Linked DNA regions of Hordeum vulgare: region 1 is linked to region 2. Evidence: chromatin contacts called from public Hi-C data. All regions are on one chromosome and are shown on one strand. Each heading gives the region's core, a stretch centred on a gene start, on an enhancer-like site or on the middle of the called end of the contact. The rest is flanking DNA. Distances are from core to core; before and after follow the strand shown. Region 1 has its middle 31 kb from the start of LOC123430583. Region 2 has its middle 17 kb from the start of LOC123430581.

Evidence for each region. A called contact is a pair of places that touch in the nucleus more often than the background predicts.
Region 1: a Hi-C map of seedling shows a contact between it and region 2, with 3 times the contacts expected there. The contact joins two enhancer-like sites. A contact is called at or near these places in 2 of 6 Hi-C or Micro-C datasets (leaf and seedling).

Annotation. Positions count from the first base shown.
Region 1 is chr2H:569,776,271-569,782,015 of MorexV3_pseudomolecules_assembly, reverse strand. No RefSeq gene overlaps it. Among protein-coding and RNA genes, the nearest start is that of LOC123430583, 31 kb to the right of the region's middle. Within about 2 kb of position 3,190, at least 2 of the 3 cell types and tissues checked have open chromatin away from gene starts, as enhancers often do. A contact at or near this core is called in seedling, where this site is marked.
Region 2 is chr2H:569,571,130-569,576,750 of MorexV3_pseudomolecules_assembly, reverse strand. No RefSeq gene overlaps it. Among protein-coding and RNA genes, the nearest start is that of LOC123430581, 17 kb to the left of the region's middle. Within about 2 kb of position 1,895, at least 3 of the 3 cell types and tissues checked have open chromatin away from gene starts, as enhancers often do. A contact at or near this core is called in seedling, where this site is marked.

The DNA of each region.
Region 1 (5,745 bases), core at 1,941-4,440, 200 kb before region 2:
TACGTGATTGACTGAATCCTTGACATCGTGGTTCGACCGATAAAGATCTTCGTGGAATATGTACGAACCAATATGGGCATCCATATACCGTTATTGTTTATTGACCGGAGAGGTGCCTCGGTCATGTCTACATGATTCTTGAACACCTAGGGTCCGCACACTTTAACGTCAGTGACAATATAATATTATTGGGTTATGTATTTTGGTGACTGAATGTTTTTGGAGTCCCGAATGAGATCCCGGACATGACGAGGAGCTCTGGAATGGTCCGTAGGCCAAGATTTATATATGGAAAGTTGTTTTTAACGTTCCGAAAAAAGTTTCAATTTTTTCAGTATTGTACCGAAAAGTTTCTAGAAGGTTTCAAAAACTTTCGGAGGAGTCCGGAAGTCCACCAAGGGTTTCACCACGTCCCAAGGGCCAGCATGAAGTGAGGGGAGCCGCCCTGGCCTTATTAGGCGAGGTGCACAAGTCCCTCAAGGTCCATATGGCTGGGAGAGGTGGAAAGTCCATCTATGGATGGAAGGGAAGAATGAGGACTAGGAGTCCACCTCCACCACATTGCCCGCCAGCCCTAGGGTTTGAGGGACTCGACTCCTAGCCCCTCCACCTGTTTATAGATGAATGTCTCAAAAAAGAAAAATCTATATATAGAGGGGAGGGGTGCCCCAAGAGGATACACCAAGCCCTTGGCACCCCTTTCCCACCGTTACTCTGTAGATCCTTCGTTCCTCGTTCTAGTAGTGCTTGGTGAAGCCCTGCTAGAATAGCTACACCACCACCTCCACCACGCCGTCATGCTGAACCTTTCTAGGAGGACGGGAACGTCATCGAGCTGCATGTGTGTTGAACGCGGAGGTGTCGTCCGTTCGACGCTTGATCGAGACGGGTCGCTACTAAATCATGAAGACGTACGACTACATCAACCGCATTATAAATGCTTTCGTTTAAATGGTCTATGAGGGTACGTAGACACATTCTTCCCTATTGTTGATATGCTTCTCGGTAGATAGATCTTGGATGTTCATAGGATTTTTTTTTATTTTCCATGCAACATTCTTCAACACATGGTCCTCGAACCGCACACATAGCGGATCGACCCAACATTTACTTCTTCTCGTAGAAGCGGCATTCCAACCCTACGTGCCCAACATTTACTTCTTCTCGTAGAAGCGACATTCCAAGCCTACGTGTGTACTCCCTCTGTCATAGTTTACAAGGCATGCACATGTACCTAGATCGTCAATTTGACTTATATAAAATATATTATTTAACATAAAAATTATATCATTAAAAAATAGAACATCTAAAGTTTCTAATGATATATTTTTTGTTATATATGACTCTCATTAAGTTGGTCAAATTGAGGACCTAGGTACATGTGCCGGACTTGTAAACTGAGACAGAGGGAGTAACTTCCTAACGTTACACATTAACTAGTAGGCCATAGTAACTTTGTTGTCCATTTCAAAGAAAATAATCTATTTGATGCTTCTTCTCCTACAACCCTAACACGTAGGAGTAATATATACCCAATTTGTTATGTGCATTATTTTATGATAAAAAAAATTCACAATAAAAATATGTGAACTTGAAAATTTTCATACAAATGAGGAAGGTTCATACAAATTGAAAAAGGAACATGAATTTAAGATAAGTTCATGAATTTGAAAGAAAGCTCATCTTGGAAAAAAAGTTAATTGATTTTGAAAAAGTCATCAAATTTGAACAAAGTTCATTAACTTTGGAAAAAATCACCAATGTTGAAAAAAAATTCATTAAATTTGGAAGAAGTTCACCAATTTTGTAAAAGTAGTTAATGAAATTTGGAAAAACTTCATCAATTTTTAAAAATGTCATCGATTTGGGAAACAATTATTGGATTTTGGAAAAAAAATATCATTTTTGAAGAATAGAGTTTGTGAACCTAAGAAATGTTCGTCGCTTTTGAAGAAAAATCATGAATTTGAAAAGGTTCATTGATTTTGATAAAAAAAAGTGCACAAATTTTGAAAACATCATGCAATTAAGTAAAATAAGAACAATAAAAGGGGAAAAGGAAACGAGACCCATCGAATTGAAGAAAGAAAGAAAGGGAAAAAATAGTAAACACATGCGTCGAGTTGATCAAGTGGTTGCTGCATCCCCCCTGGATCGAGAGGTCGAGTGTTAAAAAACAAATCGAGAGCTCTCGAGTTCAACTTTCTCTCGCATGTTTATTTCGAGTTAAGCTAGGAAGAACAAAAAGTCGAATGGGGCTAGTGAAGTGGGGGAATGAACGGGATGAACGCCTTTAACGAAGCACCAAATAGGATGTCGGATCCTACTTGGTGTTTCAGGCGCCGTTCCTATTGGTTTCGCAAACGGGTGCATGAAGGGCGTGTTTAGTTGGACTCCACCCGTGTTCCTTTTTTTCTGTTGTAAAACAAAAAAATGTCATGTTGGGCTCGGCTCATCTTCTCCATTTTTTTCGGATGTAAACAAAAGAAATGCACCCGCGTGCGATGGTATTCTAACCAGCGACCTCCTGGACGTTCCAACCCTACACTAACCACCTCATAGGCCTCACCTCATGTTCTGAACTACATGTTCTTATCTCTTTTCTTCCTTTGTCTCTTTTTTATTTTTCAACATTAATGAACTTTTTTCGAAATTGATAATTTGTTTTTCAAATTTGACAAACTTTTCTTCTGGTTCGATGACCTTTTTTCAAATTCATTTTAAAAATAAATTTGTGATTTATTTAAGAATTGATTTCATTTTCAAAATTGATGAATCTTTACAAAATTGGTGATTTTTTTATCAAAATTGATGATTTTTTTCCAAATCTGTGACCTTTTATTTCAAAAGTCTATGTACTTATATTCAAAATTAACGATGCTTTTTAAATTTGTGAACTATTTTGAAAGTTGATGAAAATTTTCTAATTCGTGAACTTCTTTGAATTCATGAACCTTTTTTATTACATGAACTATTTGAAAATTCGGGCTCTTTTAAAGTCTGTGAACTTTCAAATTTTGTCCACAATTGTTTTTCGATAAAATCATGGGTTCTTAAATCTATGTGGGCTGCAATTATTGTTTAAATGTCCGCGCTGGAATCTTGGACTAGCGCCTTGTTGTTCTAGTGGTTGGCTAACCTGGACAGTAGCTACACTAGGCGAGATGGATTCCTCACGGGAGTAACATTTTAGGGAAGTTTTCTCGTCGAGTGCCGGCCCACCAGGCGCGGCTAGTGAGCGCCAGTTCCTGAACCGACTCATAAAGAACTGTATAAGAGTTCCTAGATATGCTTTGCAGTTCAGTTATAAGATATTGGACAAGTGCAAGGAGGAAGCAATGCTGCCATAATTAGAGAGATTAATGCACAGAGGAGTGAGTTTATTTCCTGCAATTTTTGTTTCAAGAGTAGGAAGAGTAATCTTGAAGCTCATTTTTTAGCAAGCACTGCTTTATCGGTTACAGTAGCCAGCATTTGTGGCTTGGTGTTCCTCATGATCATGTAATGATACCCATGAACATTCAGGTTGAATAAAGGGGAACGCCTTTATCCATAAAAAAAGAGATATGGTTTGTCGTCTTTGTCTTCGGTTTCTATTTTTTTATGCTTTTCTCGTAAAACAATTTTTAAACATATTTTTATATATTTTTTAGATAGCGTTTACTCAAATACATGTTGGAACATATTCTGAATTATATTGATTTTACTATGGATATCTTTACATGGTACAAATATTTTCTTAAAATGTCACGAATACATTTTTAAAATTCCTGAATATATTTAAATTGTAATTTTAATTTTATTGAATGTATGTAACAATTTTTGAATGAAGCTAATATTTATTCACATCGTATAAACATATTTTCAATGTCACGCACATCATTTTAAATGTGTGGCATTTTTTAAATATCACAAATATGTTAGGTAAACATGTTTAACATATTCTACTTTTTTTACTTCGTATTGTATATCTTTGGTGTACATCACAAACATGTTTATATGCATGTTTAATACTTTCAAATACATGAATCGCACTTTCCAGATTTTTATGATATTTCGATATATAAACAGCAGTGAGAAAATAAAGAAAAAATTAGGAAAAGCAGAAGCAAAAAAGAACAAAGGCTTGAGAGTGGTATCAGCATTACGCGCCCACGTATTTCTCTTCGGTTTCTCATTATTCTTTCGTTGTAGTATTATTTTTAAGCATATTTTTTAACGTTTTTCAGATATAGGTTAATAATTTGTCAAATAATGTTCGAACATATTTTGAATTATATTTATATTACTATGGATTTTTTACATGGTAAAAACTTTTTCTCAAAATGTCATGAACGCATTTTTTAAATTAGTTAATATTTTTTAGTCATAAGTTTAATTTTATTTAATGTATGAAATATTTTCTGAGGACCAAAATACTTATTTACATATTATAATTTTTTTAAATGCCATTTACATTATTTTAAATGCGTGATATTCTTTAGATGTCACAAACAGCAGACATGATTAACATATTCTACATTTTTTTACTTTGCATTGTATATTCTTTATATACATCACAAACATCTTTATATACACGTTTAACATTTTCGCATGCATGATTAACAGTTTACCAATTTTTATGATATTACAAAACATAAACAACAGTGAGAAAATAAAATAATAAATGTAGAAAAGTGAAAACAATAAATAACAAAGGCGCGAGGGTGGTATCAGCACTACGAGGCCACGTGTCCTGGGCTGGCCCAGAAACAGCTCTCGCTACAAGTGACCATATACGAAATTACTAGTTAGCGAGTACACCTTTCAACGATTATTTTCACCTTCACAGGTTGACATAAGTGACGCACTGCATGTGTACCACTTGTCGGAATCTGGAAGTTTTTCTTTTTTTATAGATCTGTATTTTCAAAACGTTTTATCTTCTAAATCGTGCGTCTAATTCTGGAACCGTTTTCATCGTTGGCTTTCTCACGTCAAATCTTCAAAACTAGATTCCATGTTGATAGTTTTTGACGAATTGTTTTTAAGAAAAAAACTAGAAGAAAAAAAAGAACGAAAAAACCGTGCCTCACGCGATAGAAAAAAAACAGAAAACACATTTTTCCCTTTTCGAGATGCACAGGTCGTGAAGGCAAAATCATGCCTCTAGCGGAAGCAAAACCATGCCTTTCGCGGAAAAAGAGAGAGTAGAAAACGCGTTATTTCCATTTTCGACAGAGGCACGGGCGTGTCTGTCGCGAAGAAAAAACCGTGCCTCTCGCAAAAAAAAAAACACGTTTTCTTCCTTTTCGGGAGAGGCACGGGCGTGCCTTTTGCGAAAGCAGAACCGTGACTCTCACAAAAAACAGAAAACACATTTTCCCTTTTCCGAGAGGCACGTGCGTGCGTCTTGCGAATGCAAAACGTGTCTTTCGCGGAAGCAAAACCGTGTCTCTCGCAAAATATAAACAAAAAACACGTTTTTTTCTCTTTCCGAAAGACACGTCCGTGACTCTCGGGAAGGCAAACCCGTGCCTACCGCGGAAGCAAAACCGTGCCTCTCGCAAAAAATAAAAAACGAGGTTTTTTGGTGGATTTCTTTTTAATTTTTTTCCGTTCAAAAGTTACGAAAGAGCAGTGTAAAACCGGAACATAAAAAAATCCGGAAAAAACAACACTAAAAAGCCGAAAACAAGTGCGAGAAAATAAAAAAATAATACAAAAAAACGTTCGAAAGGCGACAGGTGACGGCGGCCGAGAACA
Region 2 (5,621 bases), core at 646-3,145:
ATATATATATGATTGGTCGTACGAGAAATTCTATTATATATGCATAACGTGTACAATATGTAGTAGCTTAAAATATGTCTGAAATGAAAAAAATTAAATAAAGAACAGAAAATAAAAAAGAAAAAATAAACCATAAACCCAAAAGTCTAAATAACTAAACCCCTAAAACCCTAGTTCCGGTTGGTGTCACCAATCGGGACTAAAGGTCCCCAGCACCCGGCGCGCGTAGCTACCACATGGTGGGACTTTTAGTCCCGGGTCGTGACTAACCGAGTCTAAATGAGAGAGTGCTTTAGTCTCTATAGGAAAAATGTCCGTGCGTTGCTACGGGCCTAGGGACAATGGTTGGAACGAGGGATGCGACTTCTGTTTAGTCCATTTTTTTCAACTTTGAAGCACATTCTTCGAGAGTTCAGCTACTAATTGAAAACTAAACTATGTTTGTCATCCATGGTTTAATATGCACTTATATAAACCGAAATCAGCAGTGCTTGGAAATAATTTATGTACTTATTTCATTCTCGTCTAGGCATATATGGTTCCGCCATGTGTTTGTGTCACAATGGGCACAAAGGATTTAAATATTTTGTCAAAAATGTAGAAATAAACCCATAAATTATCTTTTTTTCTTTGCTTTAATCCCCTTGTTTGCATGGGCCACGTGTGCCGTTTGGCCCTCGCACCTAGGGGTGGGCATTTTAACCGAAGACCGAATTACCGAACCGAAAAAACCGAGACCGATGCCAAATAGACCGAAACCGAAAATGTTTATACTAAATTCGGTCAGCAACTTTGTATAACCGAAAATTGCATTGTTCGTTTCGGTTTTAACCATCAAGTACTCGAATTACCCAAGTAACGGAGAAAAATTAGTAACATGCCAACTCATGCATTAGGCCCATAGCCCATTCTCGTACGTGCGTTCGTTTTAGCATCCACTAAGGTAACGGCCTTCACGCTAGTCCTCACCGCTAAAAAGGGAGTTTCCCTCGCCACACCTCATCCACATCCCAGACGCCTCTAGATCTTTCTCGAACCGCTAATTCCCTCTGAACCGAGCTCTGCGGCGGCAGGCGGGGAGGTGCGGGTGGAGCGGACCGACCCCGTGGTGGCGCAGCTCCGCCCGCTCTGTCTCCGCGCGCCCGCGTTGCCTCCCAGTGTCGGCTCCGCCCATCCGGCCACCCCCGTGCGCCACTTCTCCACGCGCCCGCGTCGCCTCACCGCGTCGGCTCCACCACTCTGTCCGCCCCCGTGCACCACTCTGCCCACGGCCGGTGTTAGCGTGCCCCGCGTCGTCCCGGTCGTCTGCGCCGCCCCTTCCCGGTGGCCTCCCGCACCGCCCCGCGTTGGCCCGGTCGTCTGCGACGCCACGCCCGACCTCTCCGCCTCGACGTGCTCGCGCCCTTGCGCTCCGCCCACCCCCTCGGCCTCGTTTTTCCGGCGACAAGGTCGTTCCTCGAGCTCCCTCGCCTCCACCGTTCTCGAGCGCCTAAACGGGAGGGGATCCCGATCCAGAGCCATCGCCCGCTGGTTCTTCTTCTTCCTCCTTTCGACTCACTTAAAATTGTAGTGCGGGTTGAATAACAAAAATGATAGAAGCTTTTTTGCAAAAAGGCCGTGACGGACGACAGAAGCGAACCACGCTTTATTATTAGGAGAGATTTATTAGTCTTGATTGGTGAACCGGAACTTTGACATGTTTCTCCACTAATGACACGCCGAAGATCTTTTTGGTCACCGCCGCTATCGTGGAGCGTTAGGAGGCCATCGCACCCTCATTCGACCGATCATATCTGAAACACAACCACAAGCCGTGGACCGTAGCACCGTCGGGTGAGCACCACCTCACCGGTGTGGTCCACCTTCCAGCAGGGCAGCAGAGAGTCCGATGCACGCACCATGCCATGAGCGCCAACTACTAAAGCCACTGTTGTGCAACTCCTGAACATTGGGTGACAGTGACACACCGATGGTGTTATCTGTCACTGCCACCAAGGGAGGCCACGCAAAGGGATCCCATCGGTGATCATAGGATGACATGGTGTGGATGGGCGCATAGATCCGTTCTTTGCGTTGCTAGACATTGAAGTGCTTATTTGCTACTTCCTCTGTAAATTAATATAAGGCATTTTAGACTATCGTTAAGTGATCTAAAATATCTTACATTAATTTACAGAGAAAGTATATACTTGTAATGCAAAGCAGTAAAAATATATTCTTAGAAACAGCAGTAAACCCAAAGGGTTAAGGGTTTGGGAAAAGGAAGGATGGATGCGTGGCGGTTTTGGGCTCATATATGAGGTCGAACCGGATGACGAGGATTCTACGTGGACGCGGCTATGTGCTGCACATTGCGAGGCCATGGCAACCTGGCCTACAGGAGATGGTAGTGGGCCTGCCCAGAAGCACGGGGCTCGTTCAGCTGACGTCATGCTAAAGTCACACTAATTTCACTTTCTCCTCTTCTTTTATTTATACTTCAAATTAAATATATGTATTCAAGAAACTTAAATTTACTTAGGAAATTTGATAAAAAATGATAACACTTTATAAAAAATTGTTAGCACTGTTTCAGAAAATGCTGATAACTTCCAAACAAATGTTCGTGAAAATGAAAAAAGGCGCTTCAAAAATCAATATAAGAGTTGTGTTTAAAAGTTGCGTATACAACGTAAAAAAATGTTTGTGAAATGTATATATATATTCTTGCCATTAATAAATTGTACATCATATTTGATGGAAAAACTCCCGCATTGCAATAAAATGGTCATGAAATTTAGGAAAATGACATATGCCAAGATAAAAAATGTTCGCATATGATAAAAAATGCTTATTTCCATTTAAAAACCTTATCATGGTACTTTAAGAAAATATTCCTGTGTTTCAGAAAATATCCATGAAATTTTTAATAAAGTTTATACAATGTAAAACAATGCTCATGTAGTTTAGAAAATGTTAATTACTACTAAAAGTATGTATAACATGTATTTGTAAAAAATGTTACTCCCTCTAATACATATAACTTTTTGCTAGTTGAGTACAAAGTAGATAAAAATTTGCAATAAACTAACGACAACTCATGCAGATCAGACGGAGTACCACACGTTGAAAAACTGTTCGAAACATGTATTTAAATGTATATCATATATTTAGAAAATCTCCAGCGTGTACCACAAAAATGTATCATGTGTACTCTAAAAATGTACATTGTGCTTTGAGAAACAAAAACGACAAGGAAACAAAAAGATAATCAAAGAAATCCCGAGAAAATGAACAATACCAAAAGAAAACGAAGTACAGAGAAGGAAAAAAAAGGGAAAATAATGAAAAAACAAACAAGCCAAAGTAAAATGAAGAAATAATAGAAAAACTGAAGAGAACCAGTGAATAAAAGAAGAAGAAGAAAAGGAGAAAACCTGAGCGACTCAACCCGGCAATGACTGCTACGGGCCAAAACGAAGCGAACCTATGCGCGCATCGTTCACCCGCGCTAAAATGGGCCAGCCCGCGACTATCGCACGTAGGTGATTCCAATTAGGAAGGGGTGCGACATATTGCCCTCGCGATTCTACGTTGATAGAAGCACATGTAACTTCACACTTGTTTTCAAAACACCGTATCATTTTGATTTCATAAATTTACTTTATCAAGCACGGAAATTTACTTCCATCTCTTGTGTGAAGTTTTGCTTTTTATGAACCACGACAATTTTCACTAAACAATCCATGATATCTTCCTTTTGTTGTCTATCATGGCAATTTTATTTTCCTTCATTTTTTGGGCCATGGTGAAAAATTGCATAGCATGGCAAAGAACAATTAGTCTTTCCATGGCAAAACTAGTTTTAACTAAAACATGTAAAACTTGTTTCATACGCCAAAAAAACCATGTAGTTTTTTTATTTTAATAAATTGAGGATTGCTCACCGGGCTTCCTGCGAGGTGAAAAGCCTTGTTATTTATTTGTGTTTACTAAAGAAATGCCATAGTTCAATGGTTCTGCCATGGATATCTAACAATTTTGCCATTTGGTCTTGTAACTTTTGCCACTAAATTAAAAATATCATAAACTTATAAGCCATCATGCTATATTAATATTGTATGTTTTGCCATGGTATTTTTCCTGGGAGCTTGTTGCCCATGGCAAACTATTGTGATCATTGCAAATTTTGTTTGTTTCAGATGCAAAATCTTCTAATTTTGCCATGGATAGATATGTATTAGTAAAGAATATGGCATTGTTTTTGCAATATGTTTGTCTGGATCGAACGACATAGAGGTGGGAAGTCCAGTGTGCCATGTGAAATACATTTTATATATCATTGCAAATCATTTGTTTTATTTTTGTACAATTATCCTATTTTTTATTTTTCCCATCATTTTTTTTGGGTTTTAGGGCTTTTTTCAGCGCCATATTAGGCAATTGACTTGTCCTTGGCTTTTTCCTGATTTTTGGACCGACTGCTCCCATGTCGTATGGGGCAGCTGAAAATCGTGGTTCTACCTAGGATGCATTGTTCGATCCTTGGCAAAAGTTTAGTTCGATGAGGAGCTCCCAGGCTGAACATTCTAGAGATATTAGGATCTGTTGAGCTGGAGAATAGGGATTGGTGGAATAGTTGATGTATTGCTTGAGCCTCGTGGGCATATATATATAGGAGTACATGATCATCTTGGAGTACAAATCAAGGCAGGAACAAATCCTAGTCTATCTATGCTTTCCTAAACAATTACGTTACTCAACATCCCCCGCAATCACAACGGTAACGATGCAGACGGTGAGACTGGAGAAGAATCTGAAGGTAAGCCGACGGTCATCCCCCCACAGTCGTAACAGTCGATGCATGGTGAAAGTTGTGGCTGGAGTGTAAACCGACAAGGTTGCTCAAGCAAGGCGGTAGCCCTTTGTGCGTTGGTCGAGATAGCCGAGAGCGTATGGTGGTGTAGCCGTGGCCGAGGTGGTCGTGCGAAGAACGCCGTGGTCGATGTCGAGTCGGGGTAGCCGGTGTCGAGGAAGTCGCCATGGAGCCGCGAGCGCAAGGAGGCGCCGAGTTAGTCATGGGCGCAAAGGTGCCGAAATAGTGGTGCGCCAGGAAGAAGACGTAGTTGAGACGCGTCGCGCCGAGTTTGACAAGCCCGGGGACACATCATGGACGAAGGCACGCATCGGTGTTGCCAGCACCGCGCATGCGTAGACGGACGAAGTCGATGTTGACGATGCGTTGCTCCAGGTTTGCCAGGCCTAGGAACACACCGGGGACGAAGGCACACGTCGGTGTTGCCAGCACCGGGCATGCGGAGACGGGGACCTGCACACAACCTGTACGCTATGTTGAGGAGGCTAAAAGAGAAGGACTTGACGACGGTTGCGGTGCAAATCGGCGGGGGCCGATGTTGCCCGGAGTGGTCGGAGTAGATGAAGCGGTCGGGGAAGACGACGGCGACGCTGGCGATGAGGCGGTGTTGGACGAAGATGAAGGAGGTGGACGGGCGGTGCGACTCGGGTGAGCGAGCTGCAGCAACGCCAAAGAAGAGCGGCGGCAGCGGCCTGATGGCGGTGGCGGCTGGTTAGGAGCGCGGCGGCGATGCTCGAAGTAGGCGAGGAAGAGCCCGACAGCATGA